Linked DNA regions of Mus musculus: all the other regions are linked to region 2. Evidence: chromatin contacts called from public promoter capture Hi-C and targeted proximity ligation data. All regions are on one chromosome and are shown on one strand. The core of a region is the stretch at or near the end of the contact, and the rest is flanking DNA. Distances in the headings are between cores, read along the strand shown. Region 1 holds the start of Ms4a10 (membrane-spanning 4-domains, subfamily A, member 10). Region 2 holds the start of Fads2 (fatty acid desaturase 2). Region 3 overlaps Asrgl1 (asparaginase like 1).

What was found. Promoter capture Hi-C pulls out the DNA fragments that hold promoters and counts their contacts.
Region 1: a contact with region 2 is called in a promoter capture Hi-C map of liver, with 2.0 times the contacts expected there.
Region 3: a contact with region 2 is called in a targeted proximity ligation map of acute myeloid leukemia, with 7 times the contacts expected there. A contact is called at or near these places in 2 of 39 promoter capture datasets (the C10 cell line and cranial neural crest) and 4 of 130 datasets of targeted methods (acute myeloid leukemia, large pre-B cells, pancreatic cancer cells and 1 more).

Annotation. Positions count from the first base shown.
Region 1 is chr19:10,973,199-10,977,344 of GRCm38.p6, forward strand. Ms4a10 (membrane-spanning 4-domains, subfamily A, member 10) reads right to left here and starts at 1,502. Exons shown (of 9, transcript NM_023529.3): 1 at 1,421-1,502.
Region 2 is chr19:10,100,227-10,104,035 of GRCm38.p6, forward strand. It overlaps Fads2 (fatty acid desaturase 2), which reads right to left and starts at 1,277. Exons shown (of 12, transcript NM_019699.2): 1 at 997-1,277. The coding sequence starts at 1,203.
Region 3 is chr19:9,115,977-9,120,171 of GRCm38.p6, forward strand. It overlaps Asrgl1 (asparaginase like 1), which reads right to left. Exons shown (of 7, transcript NM_025610.3): 3 at 3,212-3,354; 4 at 2,553-2,710; 5 at 526-644. Among named protein-coding and RNA genes, the nearest start is that of Asrgl1, 17 kb to the right of the region's middle.

The DNA of each region.
Region 1 (4,146 bases), core at 252-2,751, 870 kb after region 2:
TTCTCTCCCAGGCTCCTCAGCTAGAGGAGCCACAGACCCAGCTGTCTGGTGTCTTAAGGAACCGTAGGGTCTTGGTGATTTATACTCAGCCTCAGACTTTCTGCAAATCTCTCCCGTTTCCTTAGCCTGTGGGAGGCAGAGACAGAGCTAGGAGGATTCTGTAACCTTTTAGTGGGCCAGAACATGAATCTTCCAAGCAGACAGGCCAGGCCTAGCCCTGGCTCTGCTCCTGCATCTCAGTGTCTAAGTCTGTTTCTATGGATACACAGGAACACTAGTGCTTGCCTGAGGGTGGGCTGCAAAGATTAATTGGGCCAGGGCCAGAGGTTAGAATTTAGTAATAAAAGCCAATGATACCTGCCCTACAGCCTGAATCTCACCTGACCTCTGTCTGGTTTTCTGTTAAGAGAGGTCCCATTCTAATCTCCAGGATGGGGAGTTCATTGCTTCTATCTGACTCCTGCTCAGAGCAAGGAGGAAATCAGCTATGGGATCCTGATAGCTGGGAAGGTTGTGTCGAGGAGAGTGTGTGGAGACAGTTATCTGGGAGCACACAGGACTGCCCTTCAGGATTTTGTCTGCAGAGCAATGAGCTGGTTGCCAGGGAATGTCTAGAATGGATAAGATCTGTCCATGGGAGGTCTGGGTTAGAAGGTTGAGAAAATCTTGATGGGAATGTGACCCTAAGCAGACAGTGCAGAAGAAGTCAAGAGAGCAGAGAGGGTAGTGTAGTGTGTGTTTACACATACGTGTGTATGTGTATATAATATGTGCACATATATGTACATATATGTAGATGTATGTATGGGCATGTTAGGCAGAGAAAGGCAGGTACCGAGAGGTATGGAGTCAGTGTGACAGAGTGGCTGCTGGCAGCCACCCTTAGAAGATTGGGTTTTCAGTTATGTTAGGTCAGAAGGGGCCCTGGCATTTGCAAAGTAAACTTTCTCGAGGTCTCAGGGCTGGGCACTTGGTGTAAAGGGAAGATATGGGAAAAAGAGGGTGGAATTTCCCAAGTGTCTTCCTTGCTTTGCTTTTTCAAATCTGTCTCTCTGTGTGCTCAAGGTTCCAGGGTTAGAAGGGACGGGGTGTCATTCCTCTTAGCTCTCAGAATCACCAACTGATCCTGGGTAGTGGGCTGGGCTCCTGGTAGCAGACTCCTTCCTGGAGAGAGGCCCGTAGTAACCCCACTTCCCAGGACTTCATAGCATGGAACATTTGTTCTCCAGCTGTTGTGGACATTGCTTGATAAACAGTTCCTGTTCACTTCTGGGGGGGTCAAGTTTCAGCCACTCACCACCAGCTTGCAGCTACTGACTGACGAGCACAAGAGGCTGATCTCTTGTGTTAAGACTGAACCCCACTTGAGGCCCTGATGACCCTCCCTTGTTTGTTTCTGCTGTGGAGAGGGGGTACTCACCTGGCCCCGGGAACTCTGTTGTAGGCTTCAGCTGTGCCTGACCATCCAGAGCTGCCTCAGCACAGAGCCAGAGGTGGAAATCAGAACATCTTTATGGCTTTAGACTTTGGATTCTTTTCTTTCTGGGACCCACCCCTTGCTCACACTCCCAGCTAATCAGAGATGCATGTCTGGACTAGATCCTTCAAAACCATCTGCTTCCAAACCTGGGCAGGTGAAGATCTGAGTCTCCTTCCTTATGTCTCCCTTTAACAGCTGAGACAGTTAATGTTGCAGTGATGACATTTCAGTTCATGGAGCAGTTCATTGTCAAGTTGGTGAAGGCAGCATTTGAATGAGTTGATTATTAAAATTCTCAAATTTTTATTTGTGTGTGTGTGTGTTGATGTGGGTGGCTGATATGAGTGTGTGATTGATGTGTGTCTGTGTGTCTGTCTGTGTGTCTGTGTGAGTGTGTGTAGGTCAGAGGACTTTGTGAAATTGATTCCTTCTTTCCACCTTTCCACAGTGCTGAGGTCTGAACGGATATTGTCAGGTTGTGCAGTAACTTTAGCTTCTGAGACACCTTTCTGGCCCCTCAAAGAATCTTTTAATTTTTTGAAAGTTAAAGTATCCACAATAGTGGTTACAATGACCCTGCCCTGGGCCTTGTGTCCCTCCTCAAACCAGCCATGGTCATCCTAAGTTCTTGCTTGACTTTGGTCTCTGGTGGTAAGCCAGACAGATGTATTGTCATCTGTGTAAGCATGGTAGTGTTTGTCTTAAAAGGTATGGTCACGTGACCACAAGTAACAGGAAGCCCTGATTGAGAGTGAAGTCCAGCCACCACCAAGCTTGCAGCGCATGTGACTTACAGAGAACTTATATCTAAGGCATGTTTGGATCTTGACCATGGACATGGTGAGATGAGAATGTGTAACTTCAAGCTGTCCAGTCTGTCTCATGCAGAACTAGATAACTACTGTGCTTTTTCTATCTTTTTCCTCTGGTTTTTAAAGACGGAGAATACACATTTAATTGTTAATATTTAATATACATATTAAAGTGTATGCAGCATATGCAGTTAGGTAAATTTGTATGTATATATGTGTATGTTGGTTTATTTGTGTGTATTATTCTCTATCTTACTTTTCTTTCTTTTTTAAAAAACGATTTTATTATTTAATATGTATAATTGTTTTTGTTTGTATGCATGTCTGTGCACCACATGCGTGCCTGGCACTCTCAGAGGCCAGAAGAGGGTGTCAGATCCCTTTGAGCTAGAGCTACTGACAATTGTAACTGCCATGTGGCAAGTGGGTGCTCGGGAGGAATCAAACCTTGGTCCTCTGGAAGAGCAGCCAGTACGCTTAACTACTGCTGAGCTGTCTCTCCAGTCTTCTTACTGTGTGTGTGTGTGTGTGTGTGTGTGTGTGTGTGTGTGTGTGTGTGAGACCACGTGTACACACACAGAGGCACGTGCACACACACAGAGGCACGTGCACACACTAAAGTTAGTGTTATTGACGATGCTCCAAAATGGAATTAACCTGGTTATCCATCAACAGGTAAATCAATTAAACTGATAGAATAAAACAAAAGGTTTATAGTATTGAAAATAATAAAATAAAAATATAAGATGTTACAGATAAATCTCTAACATTTCATTCAGTCAAAAGAGTCAGACACAAAGATACACACATACTATATAATTTCATTTGTGTGATGATTAAAAGCAGGCAGAGCTAGTGATGTTTAAAGAAATAAATAAGAGTCGAGCTTTTTAAAAAGCTTCCCACCTGCTCTGAGCAGAACTGACTCATTGTGGGAATAAGGCCAAGAATTTGTTTCCTTGCCCCACCCACCTTTGATTATTAAGTATAGTCAACAACTGTGGAATGACCAAATAGGGAGCTAAGTAAGAGCCCCTGGGAGTAGTGAGAGCGCCCCCTATAGTTCTCGCACTGAAGTGCCACCCTGTTTGTCATCAGTCAGAAACTCAACCTGATGAAAACTGAGGGGTAGGTAGCCTTGGGGTGTGATTAGGATTAGAAGGCTATGGGGATGAGGGCATAAATGAATCCTAGTACTTTATCAGAAACAGAGAAGAATCAGATTCGCATGCATGATTTTCCTGCCTTTTGTTGAGCAATGCTTTGTGCCACCTTTAGACTCTGCCTGGAGGACAGACTCACCACTGTACGTGAACGTTTGACCTTCAATCTCCAGAACAGCGAGGTAAATAAATCTCTCTCCTTTATTAAAGTTAGGATCCTTGGGTATTTGATAATAGATCGATGCTTCATCCTATGTAAAAACAGAACTCTCTGAGGTTAGGCAAGCTAGGGTTCTCCAACAGAAATTATTGAAGAAATATCTGCCATTATTTAGACTAGGTTTTCTCTCAGATTTTTTAAAAAAAGATTTATTTATTATTATATCTAAGTACACTGTAACTGTCTTCAGATGCACCAGAAGAGGGCATCAGATCTCATTACGGATGGTTGTGAGCCACTATGTGGTTGCTGGGATTTGAACTTCGGACCTTCGGAAGAGCAGTCATCGGTGCTCTTAACCACTGAGATATCTCTCCAGCCCTCTTCTCTCAGATTTTTATCCAGAACCTTTGCTCATTGTCCTGAAACAGAAATGCCTGTTCCCAGATGGTATTTTGAGATCTCTTATTCCTGTCTGTCTCAGCATAAACTTGGTTGTGGTTATTGTGGGTTCTGAGTACTCAGTCAAGA
Region 2 (3,809 bases), core at 27-2,526:
CTCCAGCTACATCTTTTCCTCTGCTTTCAGCCCACCAAGAAAGGTGCCAAGAAAGGTCTGGCTTTCCTCTTTGACTTTGTTTCTCCTCTTACCCACCTGACTACACAATCACTTTATGGTTGGGGGTGGGGCCAGGCACGGTATGGGGTACTGTGCAATATAGGATAGCCTCCGTTCCACAGAGGTCTCAGAGACTTCAACAACCTCCATGAGTGCAAGAGGGGAAGGGTGATCCTGGCAGGATCTAAAAACAGAGGGCCATTGAGTTGAATGTCCGATAGTAACCCCAGAGGCAGATGGACCTGTTGCCAAGCCAGTCTTAGATTCACCTTCTAGATCCCCTGCGGACCTGAATTTTGCAAAATCCAGCCCGTTCGCCTTCCACCAATTCCCCACCAGGATTTCCCAGAAGGCTGGCACTTGGAGTGAGTCGGGATAATCCTCGGGAGCGTGGGAATCTGAACTACTAGGAAGTCTCTGTCGGGCAGCCATTGTGGACCTTCTTAGACAGGAGTCCAAGCAGGAGCGAGTCCTGGCCAGGAACCAGCTTTCCTTCTCCGCCCCCTGGTCTGGCAGGAGAGTCCCACATATGGCTGCCCGCTCTCAGGCTCCTCTCCCCGGCGCCCAAGGGTGGCCATCTTCCACTTGGGGAGCGCCGAACACGAAGGCTGGAGCGCCCCCTTTGGAGAGTCCCAGGCTCCGGCTGGAACAGCGCGCAGTATGCGCTGTGAACATGCACCGGGCACAGTTTACCACTGATGGGACTTCCACAGAGGTGCTAAGGCCTGGCGTCCAAAAGGCTCGGCCAAAGTCTGCCCAGTTGACCCAGAGGAGAACGATTCCAGGAGGGAGGTGAGGGCAGTTGGTACACTTTCTTTCCCTGCTGAACGTCCTGCGCTCCTTTAAGAACCGGGGATCTGTTTGGCGCCCAGGGACCCCGGGCTCCTGACACCAGCCTGCAGCAGACAAGAGTGGCTGGCACCCCCAGACTCTTACCGTAGCATCTTCTCCCGAATAGTGTCCGATGACACGGTGGCCCCCCGGGTGCCGCTGGGACCATTTGGTAACGTTGTAGACCTTGCGGTCGATGACGAGCCACCGGTCGGTGCGCAGGTTGTGCTTCTGAATCTCCTCCCAACGGAAGGTGGGCATCGGAGCCTGGCGCTCGGTGCTCCCCTCTCCCTGGTTACCTCCCTTCCCCATGCTGCCAGTCTACCCGGATGCCCCGTGCGCTACGGCCTCCGGGCGCCCGCGGCTCGCAACACCGACGGTCCCTCTCCTGGCCGCAGTGTGCGGTCGGCGCCCTCCTCGCTTTCGGCTTTTGTCTTCTACTCCTCCTCCCACCGTGCCTCCTCCCCTCGCTTTCGCTCCTCCTCGCCTTCACTAGCTAGCCAGTACCCCTGCCTTCCCTCAGGAGTACCCCTGGCTTCCCAGTGCCCCCAAGCGGTCCCCTTCCTCCGCCCACCCTAGGCCCGCCTGCTGTGGACTTTTGCCTCCGGTGAAAACTCCAGGATAGCTCAGGGCCTCGCTGCCTCCTCCCCCCACCCCTCTGGCTCCCCCCGTTCCCGGCTCCGCATCCTCCCGAGTTCCCCGCCACCCGGGTTTCCACAGTGATCAGCAGAGCGCCTGCACCAATCAGGGCTCGTCGCCCCGCCTGCCATTGGCCCAGGAGGATCTTTCGAAGGCCAGCGGGCTGGAGCGGCGGGTCCGCGGCTTCCCCCTCCCTCGCGCCCGCCCGCATGGAGTTAAGCCCTGCTGGGCGGTCGGCGACGTGTCTGACCTCCTCCTCCTCCCTTCGCTGCCTGGAGCCGGGGAAGCGGGAGTAGATCTCTGAGAAGCTGGGAGGGGAGAGCGGGGGGCGGGGGGGGGGGCGGGGGCGGCAGCTGGGCTTTTCTTTGCGCGCTTCAGAGCGCCAACGCGCTCGGCCGGGGATTTGCACCTGATGCTCGCACAAAGGAGGCGCAGCGGTTATGGTGAACAACGCTCGGCCTCCGGCTAAACAAGGCCCCCTCCTGGGCTGTCATGACTAGGTGATATTTCTGCCTGGCTAGATGGGACTCAAGTCTCCTGTATCTCACATTGTCTAAGAGATCCATATTGTTTATTGCTTTCCTGAAACCTTCCTAGAGAAAGGAGCCAGGAGTGGGTCTCTGTTTAACCAGGGCTCTGAATCCTTTCAACTTGGTCATCTTGGAAAAGAACGGTGGAATCTCTGCTTTCTTCCTCGTGCTAAGTGCCGCGGGAGTGGCTTCTGGGGAGGGTGCCAGGATAAACTGGACACCTTTCTTGTCTTCGACTGAGAAAGAGTTCACAAGCCTGGTTGGGAAACATGAAAGCAATAAAAGCCCGCGATTGATTTGACAGTAGTACACCACTTGCAGGCAAGAGAGACACTGATACCAAGGGAGTATAGTAGGAAGAAAGGCCCTATTCGCTAAAGTCTCACCACAATCCTATGATATTGTTATAGCTAACTTCAAAATGAAGAGTCTGAGGGTAAGAGAGATAAAATGGTCAAGACATACATGCTTAGCTAGTGGCCCTGTTTGGCCTCTTCCATGACCCTTTCAAGACTTTGGGCTCCCTAGCTCCACATGACACTGGTCCAAAGGAAGTACCTGGTGCAGGGGGTAATACATTCCCATAGTCCCTCCCATCGTATACTCCTCTCATTCTGTCCTGGCATCCATCAGGAGCAGCCTTTCTTCATTCCACAAACTCCAGACTCAAGGAGTGTTGAGTGAAGCTTTTCCGGCTTAGAGGAGAGGAAACAAACATCCAAACAGATGTTCGTTTGGCCTGCCCAAAAGATAGAAGTGAGTGAAGTAGGTGTGCTGGTCGTGTCCATACTGTCATCCATCAGAAACCTGAGGCAGGATATTGCCATGAGTTCAAGGCTGGCCTGGGACACGACTATGCATAAGGAGCAAGACTGTTGTCTTTTGTGCATGTTAACGATGGAATATAATAAAGTCAAGAAAGCTGTTTTGTATTTGTTTGTTTGTTTGTTTGTTTGTTTTTCAAAAGATGGATTATCACAATACACAGATAACTTTAATGATAATTTTTTTAGAGTTTTAAAGCTCAGAGGGATGACTGACAGCTGACAGGGAACCCCAATAAGTGCTTCACAGCAGAAGCTTGGAAGGCCGAGAAAAGACCAAGTGAGAAGGCCCCAAGAATGGGCTACAGCGGACTCCCAATGAAGACAGGAGTAAACGGACAGCCCAACCAGGGCTGCTGTGAGTAGAGTTCAAGTTGGTAACATTCCCACTTGCTTAAAGACAATGGAGATGAGCATTAGAAACCCACCAATCAAGGGTGTACCACGGTGGGACCTGCGATATGCAAAGAGAACAGCAGGCTTGGGGCTGCACCAACCAAAAGAATAGTCACCAAATGTACTAGGCCCTGAGCTAGATTGCCGGAGTGGTGGTGCACACATAAAATTCTAGACTCAAGAGGTAAAGTCAGGGTGACCCAAAATTCAAATTTATCTTTGCTACAGAGTAGGTTCAAGGTGAGCTCTTGAGACCGTGTCTGGAACAAGGAAGGGAAGGGGGTGAGAGGAAGGGTTGAAGAGATGGTAGGGTGTATCAAGAAGCAATCCATGGATTGCTGTTTCAGAGGACCCGAGTTTGATTTCCAGCACCCATGTTGGCTGGCTCACAAGTGCCTGTAATTGCAGCTCCGAGGGATTCAACACCCTCTTCTGGCCTCCTTGGGTACTCACATGCACACACCCACACACAAGCGCACATCATTAAAATAGTTTCTATGTTTTTGTTTTCCCAAAGAAAGAAAACTAC
Region 3 (4,195 bases), core at 290-2,789, 980 kb before region 2:
CTCATTTCTGCCTCTCCCAGGGTTGGGTTACAGATGCCCAGTGCTGCACGAGGCGTTTACATGGGTGCTGGGGATCCGAACTCAGGGCCATATATGTGCACAGCAAATATTTCCCCCAAGTCATCACTCTAGCCCAAGTTTTCAGTTGTTTGTTTTTACATTGTTAATGTGAGCCATGTCTGGGGAGAGGCACTATGTATTTATATTTAGGCTCTGCAAGTGAGTCTGAGGACCCTGAAGCTGAGGCTACAGAGAAGACAGGTATGGCTGCAGCAGCCTGGGACAACTTTAGCATCCTCTCTTTCACTTCCTCTCCCAAGATGTCCCCAAAATGTAATCCATGGGAAACTGATGTGCCTATTAGAAGTCAATACCTCAGAGCAGTGGTCCCCAACAACCCTCTTCCAACCCAAATGCCACTCCTAGAAGCTGTCACCACGAGGGCAGAGGAAGTGACACAGGAAAGGGTGTGAATCTGATGACATGAAGGGCAAGGGAGGAGCATGATCTACCTCTTAGTCCTACCTATGCAAGGCGAGTCTCCAACTCGGCCAACCATTTTATTGACAATCCCCCCAGTAGAGGTTGCGTAAGCCAAGTTTCCTCTGCAGTCCAAGGCAACAGCACCCACAGTTCCTGAGTTTCTGTCAAAAATAAGCAGAAAAGGGAAGGTAATGAAGATGAGAAACAGCCCCTAAGCAACACTGTCCCTTATGTACCATATTATATGTTAAGATTCTGGACTCAAGAAAACAATGTTTCTTACTTTACATGTCACTAGCAGGCAGATTTCTACATGGCTCTTTACATTTCTACCTTAAAGAATACATCCTTCCCAGCTGTCAGGAGGGAGAGGCAGAGGCAGAGGCAGAGGCAGAGGCAGAGGCAGGTGGATCTCTGAGTCTGAGGTTGGCTTGGTATACAGAATGAGTTCCAAGCTAGTTAAGGCTACACAGTGAGACCCTATCACAAAAATTTACTCATTTTAAATGTTTCTTTTACGTTTGTTGTAGCTACCAGAAAAAATTAAACAGCTTAAGTGCTTCTTATTGAGATGGACACATGGGCAAATTTAACCCTTTCAGAGATGGCCCTAATTCACTGGCTACTTTTATAAGGTGGAGGCAAAGAAGTGGACTGTTGCCACTTCAAGGGAACATGATGTAAGTGCTTCATGGTCTAAGTATTCTAAAAGTTACTTTTTATGTAACCCCCGCCCCCCCTTACCTAAGTCCTGCTGTTTGTATCTTTCCACATTACCCAAAAGTATTCATTTCTGATGGTGTCAGGTGCACAGCCAGTCTTTGGGCTGAGAGAGGCAAAAAAGCCTTTTCTTTCTGGAGACTGCACAGTGTTAGTGAGAGGAACAGAGGCCAGGGTTATCAGTCATGCTGAGCCAATTCTGAGTGCCAAAGGTGACCCATGCATTCTATAATTAACTTTCCTGACCTCTCTAAGTTGCAGGATCCAGGGAAAGCCACTTATTTACACCTAAGAGCAGTACTGGCTGGTGCCGCTGTATGATTAGAGGCGTCTTTTGTTTAGTGCTGGGCATCGGGCCCAGGGCTTTATGCACGCACTAAGCATGCACTCTACCACTGAACCCCCAGCTCATACACAACTTTAGAAAGCAATAGGAACCAGCTTTAAAAATAAGCACAAGGCGCTGATCCAGCAGCCTCACTCCCTGACTGCAGTCTACAGAAATAAAAGCCTTAAGTCCTAGGATCTGGGAAACTGAGGAGGAGGAAAATTCCAGGCAAATTCCAGGCTTAGCCTGGGTATATAGCAAAATCCTATTTCAGAGCAAGTAGAAGAATAATAGTGTGTTACTATCTCCAATCTCATAATCTGGAAAGGCATCAGATTATTATCTCAGAGACTTTCGTATTATACCTGCCTGGCCTCTTTTCCTCAGACCCAGCAAAACTGATTCTCTAGGAAAGGGAAACACACACACACACACACACACACACACACACACACACACACACGTATGTGTGTGTGTATATACATAAATATATGTATATAATGCATATGTGTGTGTATGTATGTATATTTATCTGAATATATATATATATATATATATATATACTCTACCTAGGTTATTTGAACATTGGTGTCTGGTAAATTAGGGACTCAGTAGTATTACAAGACTGAATTCTATGCCATTGTGAGCTCCTGTACCCTACTGAATTATTATTATGTTTTTGAGCTAGGGTCTCACTCTACAGTTCAGGCTGTCTTGAAACCTGCTCTCTCTCTCTCTCCTCCCTCTCTCTCTCTCTCTGCCTCCTCATGGCTGAAATCATGTGTGTGTGTGTGCGCCTCCAAGCCTGTCTAGCAATATTCTGCTGAATTGTGCCAGAGAGGAGCCCTGTCAGACTGACCTCTTATCCATATAGGAGGTCTAAGTCAGGGCAAAGTTAAGGTTAAGAAGAGTTGCCCTCCTCCCACAGAGTTTCAGTTCCTTAGGGAATACAGGTGAGGGGACACTGCCAAGCTGTCCAGCTGTTCTAACTGCAAAAGTCTGGGTGTCGTCTGGAACTTACTTAGGGCAGTCAGCATTCTGTGCTCCCTTCTCAAGCTTCTCTTTCTCCAGGTGCTTCTTGGTTCTCTCAGTTATCAGTTTTTCTACAGGGACCTGTGGAATCCCCATGTCTTCTGCAAATTTCTCTGCACCATGGCCAGTCAGAAAGCAATGAGGTGTCTAAGCCAGGGTAGGAAGGGACAGAAAAGGTTGCATTTTTTTTTAACACACACACACACACACACACACACACACACACACACGTATATAATATATATTTGCATTTCTTTTTACTTAAAAAATACATATATACCTGTTCTATGGAGTGGAAATAGCTATTATATTTCTAGTGTTAAAAGGAAGGGCCCCAAAGTGAAAATTGAACTGGATCCTCCCCCTTTTTTTTCTCCGTGTTGGTGGTCAACCTCAGAGACTTGGTGAGCCCTAGGTAGGTGATCTGTCACTGAGCTGTGTCCCCAGCCTGTCTAAGAAGGCCAGGAGATAACAAAGTCAGCATGTGTCACCCAGCTAGTCTTAACAGGACCAAAGCCATGGTTGACTCCAGTGGCATTACGTTTGTGTTTAGAACAGCGATCTCCAGCACTGTTCACAGTCTGGCCTGTTCACTCAGAAGTCTAGCAGTGGCAGTTTCTCAGGAAGCACTGCTTCCGGCACACGTACCTTTTCCATAACAAGCCGTGCAAGTTTAACGGGATTTGCGATACAGCGCACGGCAGACACTGCACCTGCAGACAGGTCCTTCCCATCCATGATACTAGCATCCATCTCAATATCACCGTTTACATTCAGGACAGACCCATAACCTAGTCCAAGAAGAAGTTGAAAAGCAAGAGTGAAAAATTTATAAAAGACTCCAGATTTTCTACCAACTTACCTCTTTCAACACGCCTTCTGTTCTACTGTAGAGGAACATCGAACAAACACATCTGACTTGGTACCTATTGGTTTGTATATGGTTTCTCCTACAGGTCCCCAGGACTGTAACATTATTGTAGGGGAACCTTTAAGAGGTGGGCCTAATAGGTGGATCAGAGTGCTCCACCTTCATGCATATGAATGTCTTATATGAATAGATTTTTCTTAATCCAATAAAGGTCATTTATAAAATCCTACAGGCAATAACATACTTTATGGTGAGAGCCCTAGTGCATCTCTGTCGCTAGCAACCAACAAGGATGCTTGCTCTCAATACTCCTACTGAGTCATACCATTGAATGGCCTAGTCTCTACATTATATTGGATACACTATGGGCTGATGTGTTGGCAGATATGTGTAACCTCATGTAACCTTGGCGCCTATGAGGCTGACACAGGAGGACTACACGCTAGAAGCCAACCTGGGTTGCACAATGAGTTCCAGACCAGCTTGAGCTGCACAGTGAGAGTTTGTCCCCACAAAGAGAACAAAGTATGAAGACAAAAGGATATAAAAACAGAGGGCAGGAGGCAGGGGCAGGGGGTGGGAAGGAGGAGGATTGGGGGAAGTTGGAGAGGGAAGAGAGAAGGTAATGGGAGTAAATGATTAAAATATATAAACAGGCATGAAAATGTCAAAATGCAACATGTTATTATGCTTAATTACCATCTGCTAATAAAAGCTTAAAAAACAAACAACCCAAAATTTCAGTTTAAAAGCAATCCAGG